Linked DNA regions of Mus musculus: regions 1 and 3 are each linked to region 2. A link is a contact called in public Hi-C and promoter capture Hi-C data. All regions are on one chromosome and are shown on one strand. Each heading gives the region's core, a stretch centred on a gene start, on an enhancer-like site or on the middle of the called end of the contact. The rest is flanking DNA. Distances are from core to core; before and after follow the strand shown. Region 1 overlaps Cpa6 (carboxypeptidase A6). Region 2 holds the start of Arfgef1 (ADP-ribosylation factor guanine nucleotide-exchange factor 1(brefeldin A-inhibited)). Region 3 holds the start of Tcf24 (transcription factor 24).

The links. Promoter capture Hi-C pulls out the DNA fragments that hold promoters and counts their contacts. Hi-C and Micro-C count contacts between places; a contact is called where the count stands out from the background.
Region 1: a Hi-C map of pancreatic cancer cells shows a contact between it and region 2, with 6 times the contacts expected there. The contact joins the enhancer-like site here to the promoter of Arfgef1 in region 2. A contact is called at or near these places in 4 of 39 promoter capture datasets (the 3T3-L1 cell line, embryonic stem cells, epiblast stem cells and 1 more), 4 of 484 Hi-C or Micro-C datasets (the HL-1 cell line, cerebellar granule neurons and pancreatic cancer cells) and 3 of 115 datasets of contacts at active chromatin or transcription factors (the SCID.adh cell line, forebrain and pancreatic cancer cells).
Region 3: a contact with region 2 is called in a promoter capture Hi-C map of embryonic stem cells. The contact joins the promoter of Tcf24 here to the promoter of Arfgef1 in region 2. A contact is called at or near these places in 3 of 39 promoter capture datasets (the HPC-7 cell line, embryonic stem cells and pre-B cells), 2 of 484 Hi-C or Micro-C datasets (both in embryonic stem cells) and 1 of 115 datasets of contacts at active chromatin or transcription factors (pancreatic cancer cells).

What each region holds. Positions count from the first base shown.
Region 1 is chr1:10,591,439-10,594,665 of GRCm38.p6, forward strand. All of the region lies in intron 2 of Cpa6 (carboxypeptidase A6), which reads right to left. Among named protein-coding and RNA genes, the nearest start is that of Gm25253, 37 kb to the left of the region's middle. Within about 2 kb of position 1,368, at least 51 of the 459 cell types and tissues checked have an H3K27ac peak or open chromatin away from gene starts, as enhancers often do. A contact at or near this core is called in the HL-1 cell line and pancreatic cancer cells, where this site is marked.
Region 2 is chr1:10,231,324-10,234,499 of GRCm38.p6, forward strand. Arfgef1 (ADP-ribosylation factor guanine nucleotide-exchange factor 1(brefeldin A-inhibited)) reads right to left here and starts at 1,347. Exons shown (of 38, transcript NM_001102430.1): 1 at 1,048-1,347. The coding sequence starts at 1,171.
Region 3 is chr1:9,966,007-9,969,074 of GRCm38.p6, forward strand. It overlaps Tcf24 (transcription factor 24), which reads right to left and starts at 1,804. Exons shown (of 3, transcript NM_001285425.2): 1 at 1,718-1,804; 2 at 1,093-1,511. The coding sequence starts at 1,479. Ppp1r42 (protein phosphatase 1, regulatory subunit 42) reads right to left here. Exons shown (of 9, transcript NM_145692.2): 9 at 2,616-2,925. The coding sequence ends at 2,814.

The DNA of each region.
Region 1 (3,227 bases), core at 118-2,617, 360 kb after region 2:
TTACATTTGATCATGTTTCAGATAAGGCATTGTGAATTTACAGCCTAAGCATGTCAGTGAATCACGTTCAGTTTCCCTAAGAGTCTTGGTTATAGTCAGAGAAACCAGGAAAATTAACTTAGAGCTGTGGCAGAGGAGAATAAGAGAGAAAATGCAGGATGTAGGTGGTTACTGTACTCCAAGTCTGTTTTCCATTGCTAGGATAAATCAACATCAGCTTAGCTGTTTCAAACAAAGCCCACTTATCTCACAGTCCTGCAGATCAGTGGGCCAGTCCCAGATGCCTAAATTTTCTTCAGAATCTCAAGGGGCTAAAATCAAAGCATCCAAGAAAGGACTCTGGTGCATTCTTATTTGGACCTCAGTGTCCTGTGATCTGTAGTACTGATGTCTCCATTTCACTGTTCAGCTGGGAATCCGCACATCCCAGAGACCAGTGTCATTCTTGGTTTGTGACTCTCAAGAATGGCTCCCAGCGTAGCAGTTTGTGAACACTCCTCTGACCCCTTCCTCTGTGAACAGCTGGGGAAAAACTCTTTGCTTCTGAAGATTTCTTTGATTTGCTCAGGCCTACCCCAGATAGTCTCTCTCTGCTCTATACTATAACATCACCAAAGGGATACCTATCCCTTCCTATTCTTAGGGAAGTTATTCTGCAGGGCAGGAGCAGAAGGCCGGAAAGATCTGGACCATATTAGAATTCTATCAATTACATCTTGCTGTAGGAGAAAGGAGAAAAGAAAGACAGTACTCTCCTTGGCCACTCATCCTTCTTTTCCCTAAGACTGCTGCATAGGTGCAAGGTGTTTGCAGTGGCCCTGATTCTGTCCTCTGAGCTCCACGGGGCAGAAGATGATACAGTCAATTCGTTTTCCCTACAGAGTGCTTTCTCCAGTTGGCTGGAATTTCTGCTCTCCACGGTGGGAAGCGATCACTTGGTAAAATAATTCAAATAATTTAAGGTAACATCAAGGTAGGAGATGCCTCTAGGGAGAAAGTTATCTACGTTCAATACCTCAAATTCTAGTTCAGGAAAACTATCTTACTTGAGAAAGGAAAGGAAGATATGTAGAAAAGAGTCTCAACAGAGAAGCCTGAGATGCTGTCTTTAGAAGGTCCTGTTTGCATAGCTTTCCTAAGGCCAGCATCTGGGAGCCTAGCTTTTCAGAGGGCTCCCATAATCAGGTTCCCATAAGAACTACAGGCACCAAGTCTCTTGTAAGTCTCCTTGCAGCCACCATTGCAGATGTGCTGTCACAGCCCATTGCTGTGGGAATTAGGCATGTTCGGTGTGACAGGAAGGACTAAGAAGGACTTGGGGGCAGGGGGGCGGGGAGCTGCTCCTGGATTCCCCTGGGTTGACTCATGCACTGTTCCCCTCTGCTGACTCTGCCTCCAAGCTTTTCACAGTATACATCACAGTTGTGAGCATGCTTTCACAATGAGTCACATGAGGCCTCATGAAAATCAGAGTCCCCGAGACCATTGCTTGATGCTGCTCTTCCACCTGTCTTTTAATTGTCTTCTAAGCTCCCGTAGCAACAAGACATCTCCCAAGCTGACCTCTTTCCTTAAAGACTAAATGAATGCAGTTTTTAGGAATGTTTTACTATAACTGTCCCACATAAGTTTCCTTTGAGATTGAAGAATTCCATTCTCAAATTCTAGTTCAAGAAAACTTGAAGCCAGAGGGTAAACTGCTCAAAAGAGGAAGTCCCAGAAATTGATCAGATTCATCAGGCCCTTCCCTCCAAGAGTAAGCAATAAATGCCTCTGAAGGTCAGTCTCAGACAAGCCAAGCTGCAAAGAAGACTCTGAGAGAGGACAAGCTGCCTAGAAGCAGCAGAAGCCAGCCAAGCTGCCTCTAATAGGTTTAGACCAGCTGAGTCACTTGGAAAGGACACTCTCTAACCTGTTGAGCTGCTTGCAGACTGTGCAGTGTGCTCCGGGTTCCCAGCTTTTTTTTTTTTTTTTTGTGAACATTTACTCATGCTGGGGTGGGCTTTGGTTATACAGTCATTCGAGTCATTTCTCCTTCTATAAGTGACTGCTCACCCATTCTCCTGTAAAGTAGCCTCAATAAAAACTTGGTTTACCAAGTTGAATGTTGGATCTGTGCTTTGGTCTGCCATAGGTTCCCTATACCTGGGGTGAGTAGATGTACACACATGTTGCAACTCCCTAGGATAAGTCTTGTCACACAACAATAACCATCTGTCTTAATCAGGGCTTCTATTCTTGGACAAAACATCATGACCAAGAAGCACTTGGGGAGGAAAGGGTTTATTCAGCTTACACTTCCACATTGCTGTTCATCACTAAGGAAGTCAGGACTGGAACTCAAGCAGGTCAGGAAGCAGGAGCTGATGCAGAAGCCATGGAGGGATGTTCCTTACTGGCTTACTCAGCCTGTTCTCTTATAGAACCAAGACTACCAGCCCAGAGATGGTCCCACCCGCAATGGGCCCTTCCCCCTTGATCACTAATTGAGAAAATGCCTTACAGCTGGATCTCATGGAGGCATTTCCCCAACTGAAGCTCGTTTCTCTGTGATAACTCCAACCTGTGTCAAGTTGACACCCAAAACCAGCCAGTTCACCATCCATGTAAAAGTCATAGTATACATGTGTGGCCTTCTGTGCCAGTGGCCTTCTGGGGTTCCATATATTTTGTGAAAGCAATTGTATCATGCTGGCTAATGGCAGGTGACCATCACATGAATAAATGTGGAATCTAATTCACATTTCTGGTTTTTTTTCCATGTTAGAGATTGATCCAAGTGTACCATGTGTGCTGGGAAACCACCCCTGACCTAGATCCCCAGTCTTCATTTTTTTCTTATATAACATAAGGCCTATCATATAAATCGACTGACATCATGGATACAACCCTTTTCTTTCCAGTATTTGATTTAGATTAGCTGTTTCCTCAAACAGGAGTCAGGATGATCTCACTCTCCCTGTGCTGTATTTAAACTGATGGGGTGGAGATGGAAAGGCCTACTTGAATTTTCTTTCTGCCTTTGCAGTGCTTAGCTCCCTGGTGGGAAATTTGGGAAGTGTCTGGTTATTAGAGTCAGAAGAACATTGTGAGGCAGATAGTCCTGGCTTGCTGCTGAGGGTTAATGTTAGCACCACAGGGAAGGCCCCTCAAGGGGAGGAGTGTTAGGAAACAAGTCTTTCTGGGGTTCCATAAAACAACCATTATTTGCAGAAAAGATAGCGTTA
Region 2 (3,176 bases), core at 97-2,596:
TAGCATAAAGTTAGTTTGTCCCCTTTCAAAAATGTTTTTCAAAAATCACTTTTAACCATTTTCATTTCTTGCAAAGTTGAGCTGCTCTGGTCCAGGGCTATAAACAAAAGGGTAAGCATCACAAATTTATCTGTGTTAAATGTTCTGGCTTCTCCCTTAACAATTCTCTTATTGATGGATGCACTAGACCTACCAAACCTACCGCAAACAAATCGTTATCTGCCTACAATGGTTTTATAGGTATTGTTTGGGATTTGCCCTGCTGTGGCTTCATTACACTAGACCTCTTCTGTCTGAACTATAAATCACAACTGAAGCTTGAGAACAGCTGCCACTGTCCAGACATGTGGCTGGTGGGTGTCATTGTCTTTCTCTTTTCTCTCATTTCACACACACCCCTTTCTGTGTTACCTAAAGTCAATTTATCTAAAGGTTCTTTCCTTCCACATTTCCACACAGACACGGCCACCGCCACCCCCTTAACCTCTAGTCTTGTTCTTCCAGGTCAGCCCAGTAGGTTACATTACTACTCTTTTTTCCTGTAGCTGGGGCAGAGAGATGGCAAACTCGAGGCACCTTTTGCAACCCCCTTTCTCGAGACTGTCAACGAGGGAACAACTTCAACCTTTCTTCCCAAAGTACCACGCCAAATCATAAAGTTATTGTAATTGCAATACGGAACCCTCCCCCACGCTCAGTCTCGTCAGATCGGCCCCACCTCAATTTCTAAGCTAATAAACAACAGCTCATCTTCTGCTCCATCACAAAGGATGACATTCTGTCCGCACCGCAGGGGCCACCAACAACCCTCCCCCCATCCCGTCCTGTGGACCACTCGAAGCCAGGTGCCTCGCGATCCGTAACCATCTCGAGTTCCAGGGGCCCCGGCTGGCCGCCTATCCTCCTCCACTCAGCCGGTGCCCCGCGTCCAGCCGAGTTGCTGTCAACTCCAGTCGGGCGGCCAGCAGGGCTCCCCGGACGAGCCGCCCGCCACGCCGCCCACCTCTCGCGGCCGGCACCCCGCGCCGCGGCCTCCTCCGGGCTCACCTAGGGCCACCTCGCACGCTTTGCGCAGCTGGGAGTGATGCGCCTTCTTCACTTCCTTGTCGGCCAGAATCTTCTCCAGGGCCCGGGTCAGGAACATGTTCTTCGTCTTCTTGCCCTCATACATGGACGCGGAGGAGGCGGCGGCGGCGGCGGTCCCGGCGGCTGGAGGGAAGGCGGAGGAGGGGGACGGGGACCGGGATGAGGACGGGGAGGGAGAAAGGCGAGGAGGTGGCGGTGGGGGCGAGGAGGCGTGGAGGGCAGCGGCGGCACCAGGAAGCGGCCGGCGACGCGGAGCGGCCGCGGGGCCGCCAAGGGCGTCGAAAGCCTCGCCACGCTCGAGGGGCCGCCGTTCGAGGGCCGCGCCCGTCCGGCCTCGGCGCCGTCGGCCCGGGGGTCGCTTCCCGGCCGCCCGCCTCACTCGTCCCTACGGCCCGGCGGCGGCGGCACTCGGCCCGGGCGGCCGTCTTCCCGGGGCCGAGGGCCTAGGTGGCGGCGCCTCACACTGCCAGCAGGCGCGAGGCTGCCCTAGCTACCGTGGGGACCAGCATCCGCCGCAGCCGCCGACTGGCCTCCATCACCGCCGACCTGCCCCGGACGCCATGTTGAGAGGAAACGACGCGTCACGCAGCGGCCGAACGGCTGCGGAGAGGAAGCGGCGGCGGCGGCGGTGCCAGCGCCAGCCCAGAGCTGCCGCGGCGCCGAGAGGCAAGGGGCGGAGGGCGGCGCGGGAGGAGCGGCCGGAGCTGCAACTCTACGGCGGCCCGGCGGGGACTCGCCGCCTCCCGCGTTCGCCTGCAGGGCAGCGTGGGGCGTGGCGGGCGTCCTGCTGCGCGGCACGGCGTGGCGCGGGGCTTCTGCTCTTGCGGGCTACTGGGATGCGTGATCGGAGCACAGGGGCGCTCCCAAGGCCGGGACGACAGGACCCCTGCCTACCGTGCACGGGCTTCCCCAACTTTCTGGACAGCCGGTCGCCGGGGAGCAAAGTTCCTCGCGGTCCTAGGGCCACAGGAACACCCGCGTCGCTCCCTCAGGCGCACCTGGTTTCCGCCTGCCACACGGGGTCTAAATTTCCTTCTCAGGTGTAGGAAATTGCTATCCTTGACCGATACTTTCAATTACTTCAAGATGGATCTCTTTTGCAAAACGTAAGCTAAAAACCACTGGGCGAAGATTCAGGAATATTTTCACTTTTTAAATCTCTCAATAGGGTAAATCAGTAAACCCTAGGTTTCATGCCCTTTTCTGATTGACACTGAAGTTAAGGTGAGTGCTTCTGACTCAGGTACCGCACAGAGCCCTCCCGTTCTCTACCTTTAATCCGGAGTTTTCAGAATGGAAAAGCTTTAAGAACAGATACTCCTGACCATACTGTGCCTGCTTTAATGCCACAGAACTCAAATTTCCGCATTGCTTCTGAGAGAAAACGTTAAGAATCCCATGAAATAAATGCAGCCGGTTTACAGGGGGTTCCATGCTATTGCGTGTCTCCAGCAACATGGGATCCCGGTTAGGATACAGCTTTTGCTTTCTTTTCCTTAGAGTGTGTTAGCTGTGGATTTATATTAATGCAGCAATCAGAATCCAAAGGTGTGAACGCTGCAAAGTGACAAGACTTGAGACGTATGAAAAGCCAAAGGAAATAAAAATGGGAAATCTGAAGGTGACATACAATTAAAATGGACAGATACATCAAAATGTGGTTGTCCTGAGAAATCTACAAATCCATTACCTTCATCTTAAACACTAAAATCTTCGAAATTAGAGATTCATTTTGCTCCTACATCAAATATAATGTACATTCTGTTATACATCAGGGAAACATACTCCATTTCTAATTTGTCTTTGCTTCCTAATGCTAGGGTTAAACCAGGTTTCATTGAAAGTACTATCTGAGCCAGGCGTCGTAGAGAACGACTTTAATCCCAGCACTCGGGAGGCAGAGGCAGGTGGATTTCTGAGTTCGAGGCCAGCCTGGTCTACAAAGTGAGTTCCAGGACAGCCAGGGCTATACAGAGAAACCCTGTCTCTGTTTTTAGCCGCATTAACATTCTCTAGCCTCCCTTGCAGCTAGACGTAGCCAATAGGTTAACTCATTAAACAAAAATTTTCAGAAACTACCTGCTACTCCC
Region 3 (3,068 bases), core at 554-3,053, 260 kb before region 2:
CTATAAAACTCGGGGATGGAATGAGTTCTATTATTATTATAAATAATATTTCAGGTTTTCACACTTAACATTTAAGCTGTTTAAGTCTACCACCATGTTAATAGTATTTTCAAAGTAAGTTTTGTTAAAATGCATTCTATAATTTTAAACACAAATAAAATTAGATGTGTTTTATTACATTTCAACAAAATGTAGCTCCTCATTTTTGTTAACTCATAATCTATTCAACACTTAGATACTTAAGATTAAGTTCTAATTGTGTGAATTTGTGTTCAAATACTTCAGAACAGAGTGACACAAATCTGAACACTTAAATCTAGACAACAGAGAGATTCTCCATTCTGAAGAGAAAGATCAATTGAAGGTTTCAAAAGAAATCTAGAAGATGATGATGCAGAGACCACTGCACCACGGTGAAAATGCAAGTCCCACTCATGACCACTTCACATATACGTAAAGAAATCATGCAAAATGGTTTCTCTTGGCTAATCTGAATACAGACCAATTCACTCAACATACAGGCAATCTAATATGACAGTTAATGGAAACATGGGTTTTCTTCTAACATTCTTGGTGGCTGTATATTCCACTAGATTTAACTGTGATTGAAATTTTACTCTATGGGGATGCTGAATGCTCTCATTTGTTTTTAATGATTTTGGCAGGTTTTTTTTTTTTTTAATAATTACTTTAGGGGCCAAGAATTAGTTCCATGATTCCGTTTAATTCATGAAGCTTTTGGATTAGCTCAAGAAAAAGACAGTAGGAATGCAACTATTTAAGTTAAAGACACTTGACACTCGAAGGCATGAATGTAACTTAGTTGTTACCAGGTAGTCAGAAGGTACAACAGCCGACCTATTTTTCACCCTGAAAGACCGAAAATCTTTACCAAGCTTGAGAAATTTGTGTGCGAGTCCAGGTAGAATTAAACGCTCCAGCCTCTAGATTGCAAACTGTTAAGAAGCAGCCTCTTGCAGTGGGGACCTTGTCACCATCGCCCAGGTGGCTGGGAGGAATGCCAGATCCGTGGGATCTGCTCAGGCGGTGACAGTGTGGCTCGAGGGCTCCTAGCCCAGAAGAGTCGCCTACCTTAACTGGGTGCAGATAGCCGTCGCCTCGCAAGGCGCCCAGACCGGGGTCTCCGGGCGCGTCGGTGTCGTCCTGCAGGCTGCGGGTGAGGTGGGCGATGTAGGTGGTGGCCAGCAGCAGCACGTCCAGCTTGGACAGCTTGGTGTCTGGCGGCACCGACGGCAGCGTGCGCTGCAGCTCCAGGAAGGCGTGTCGCAGGGTTTGCACTCGGCTGCGCTCCCGCGCGGCGTTCGCGGCGGCTGGACGGCCACCCCCGGAGCGCGCCGCGACCCCGCTGAGGCCTGTTGGCCCGGTCCCGGTCGGTCCTGGGCTCCAGTCGCGGGCGGCGGCGGGCGGCGCGGCGGACTCCGCGCTGCGTGGGCTGCTAGCGGGACGGCCGCGCTCCATGGCGACTCCGGCTCCGATTTCCCCGGCGTGCACTGCAAAGGAGCGGGCGGCCGTGAGCCCCGGCCTCGCGGCCTCGCCCTCGCCCTCGAGTCCCCAGGTGCTGAGCTGCTCCTGAAGGCGCCCAGGGCTCAGGCTCCGGTCCCCGCTGACACACCCCGCCCGCCCGCCCGCCCGCCCGCCCGCCCGGGGAAACGGGGCTGCAGGACTCGGCCTCACCTCGGACTTGGCGTCACCTCACCTTTCCTCCCCCCACCGCAGCGGCCGTGCGGGGTTCGGCTGAGCAGGGCTAGGCGGCCAAGGGCGTCGAGCGGGTGGGTCACTCCATCCTTGTCCAGGCTCTGCGCCGCCTTTTATGTGGGCGTCCGAAGCCAGCAAAGCCACGTCGGGCCGAGAGGGTCTCCCACCCGAGCCCTTGGGTTAGGGGCAGCGGCGTCCCGGAGCCGCCCCCTCGGCGGATAGACTCATCAATCAAACCGCTCGGGGGTGGGGCGGACGCCTGGCCCCGCCCCCTCTGGCCGGAAGGTTGAGAGTAGTTTACGGTGGTCCAGCTGGGACGGGACCCGGGGGTTTAGTACAGCGGGACTTCAGGAGCAGAGCCGTCGCGTGTGCGTCCCCGTCCGCCTTTAATTCTACAAGGTGAAGATTCTTGCAGTAGAAGCCTTTCCTCAGTACACCGTGACCTAGAGACCCGCCACCGCCACGGCCGCCTTCCGGCCTCGGCACCCGCTCGCCCACAGGCTCAGGCTGACCCCGGCGCCGGCGGGACTCAGTGCTGCAGCCCGTGGCGGACGCGGTTCTCGCCGCAGCCCAGCCAGATTCTCTGAACCGGGATAGGAATCAGCGCGGTTTCCTCTTTGCAGGTTCTGAGTATCAGATATGAAATGTCACTGAGGGCAAGGCTAGTTTATAGATTCGCGAACATTTCGCTGCAGATTTCTAACTTTCCACGTCGGGAATACCAAACAGTAAGATAGCAACGCAGGACTTTTTATACCACGATGGACCGAAACGTGGACTTGTCAGTGAATCACGGTGATTCTAAGACTGTAATGGGCTTTAGGCTTTAGAACGCACACTCAGATTTCCTTGATTCAAAAGGACTTGTGTTGAATAAGAAACCACATAATACGAAACCACATTTTATTTCCTGGCAAATTTTATTTAATAGCTAATAAAGTAAATAGATCCCAGAATTCACGCACATAAAGCAAAGTCTCAGATTCTATAAAGAAACAAATCAAACAACTTACACACCGAGATAAGTGAAGTCCACAAACCCTCAAAACATGCTGTTGCCTAGTTCTATGAAGAAATCAAATCACTCGAGGCTGAATTTACTCCTTTTTCTCAGACAAATTTTCCTTTACTTTTGGATTTTGGAGAAGGTGAGGTTCATGGATATCGTTTTTTGTTAGCGAGCTTTCAGATTCCTTCAAGGACAGATTCCTGTATTTACAAACAAAAACACACCAGCATTTAATTGACATGCAGAAAAAGGTGATAAAGTACCCAGGACACACTGTTGGTAGAAAAGGTTCATAACTATCCAGGCTTCCCTGCTTTGAGAGGCACACAGACAGAGGGAGGTT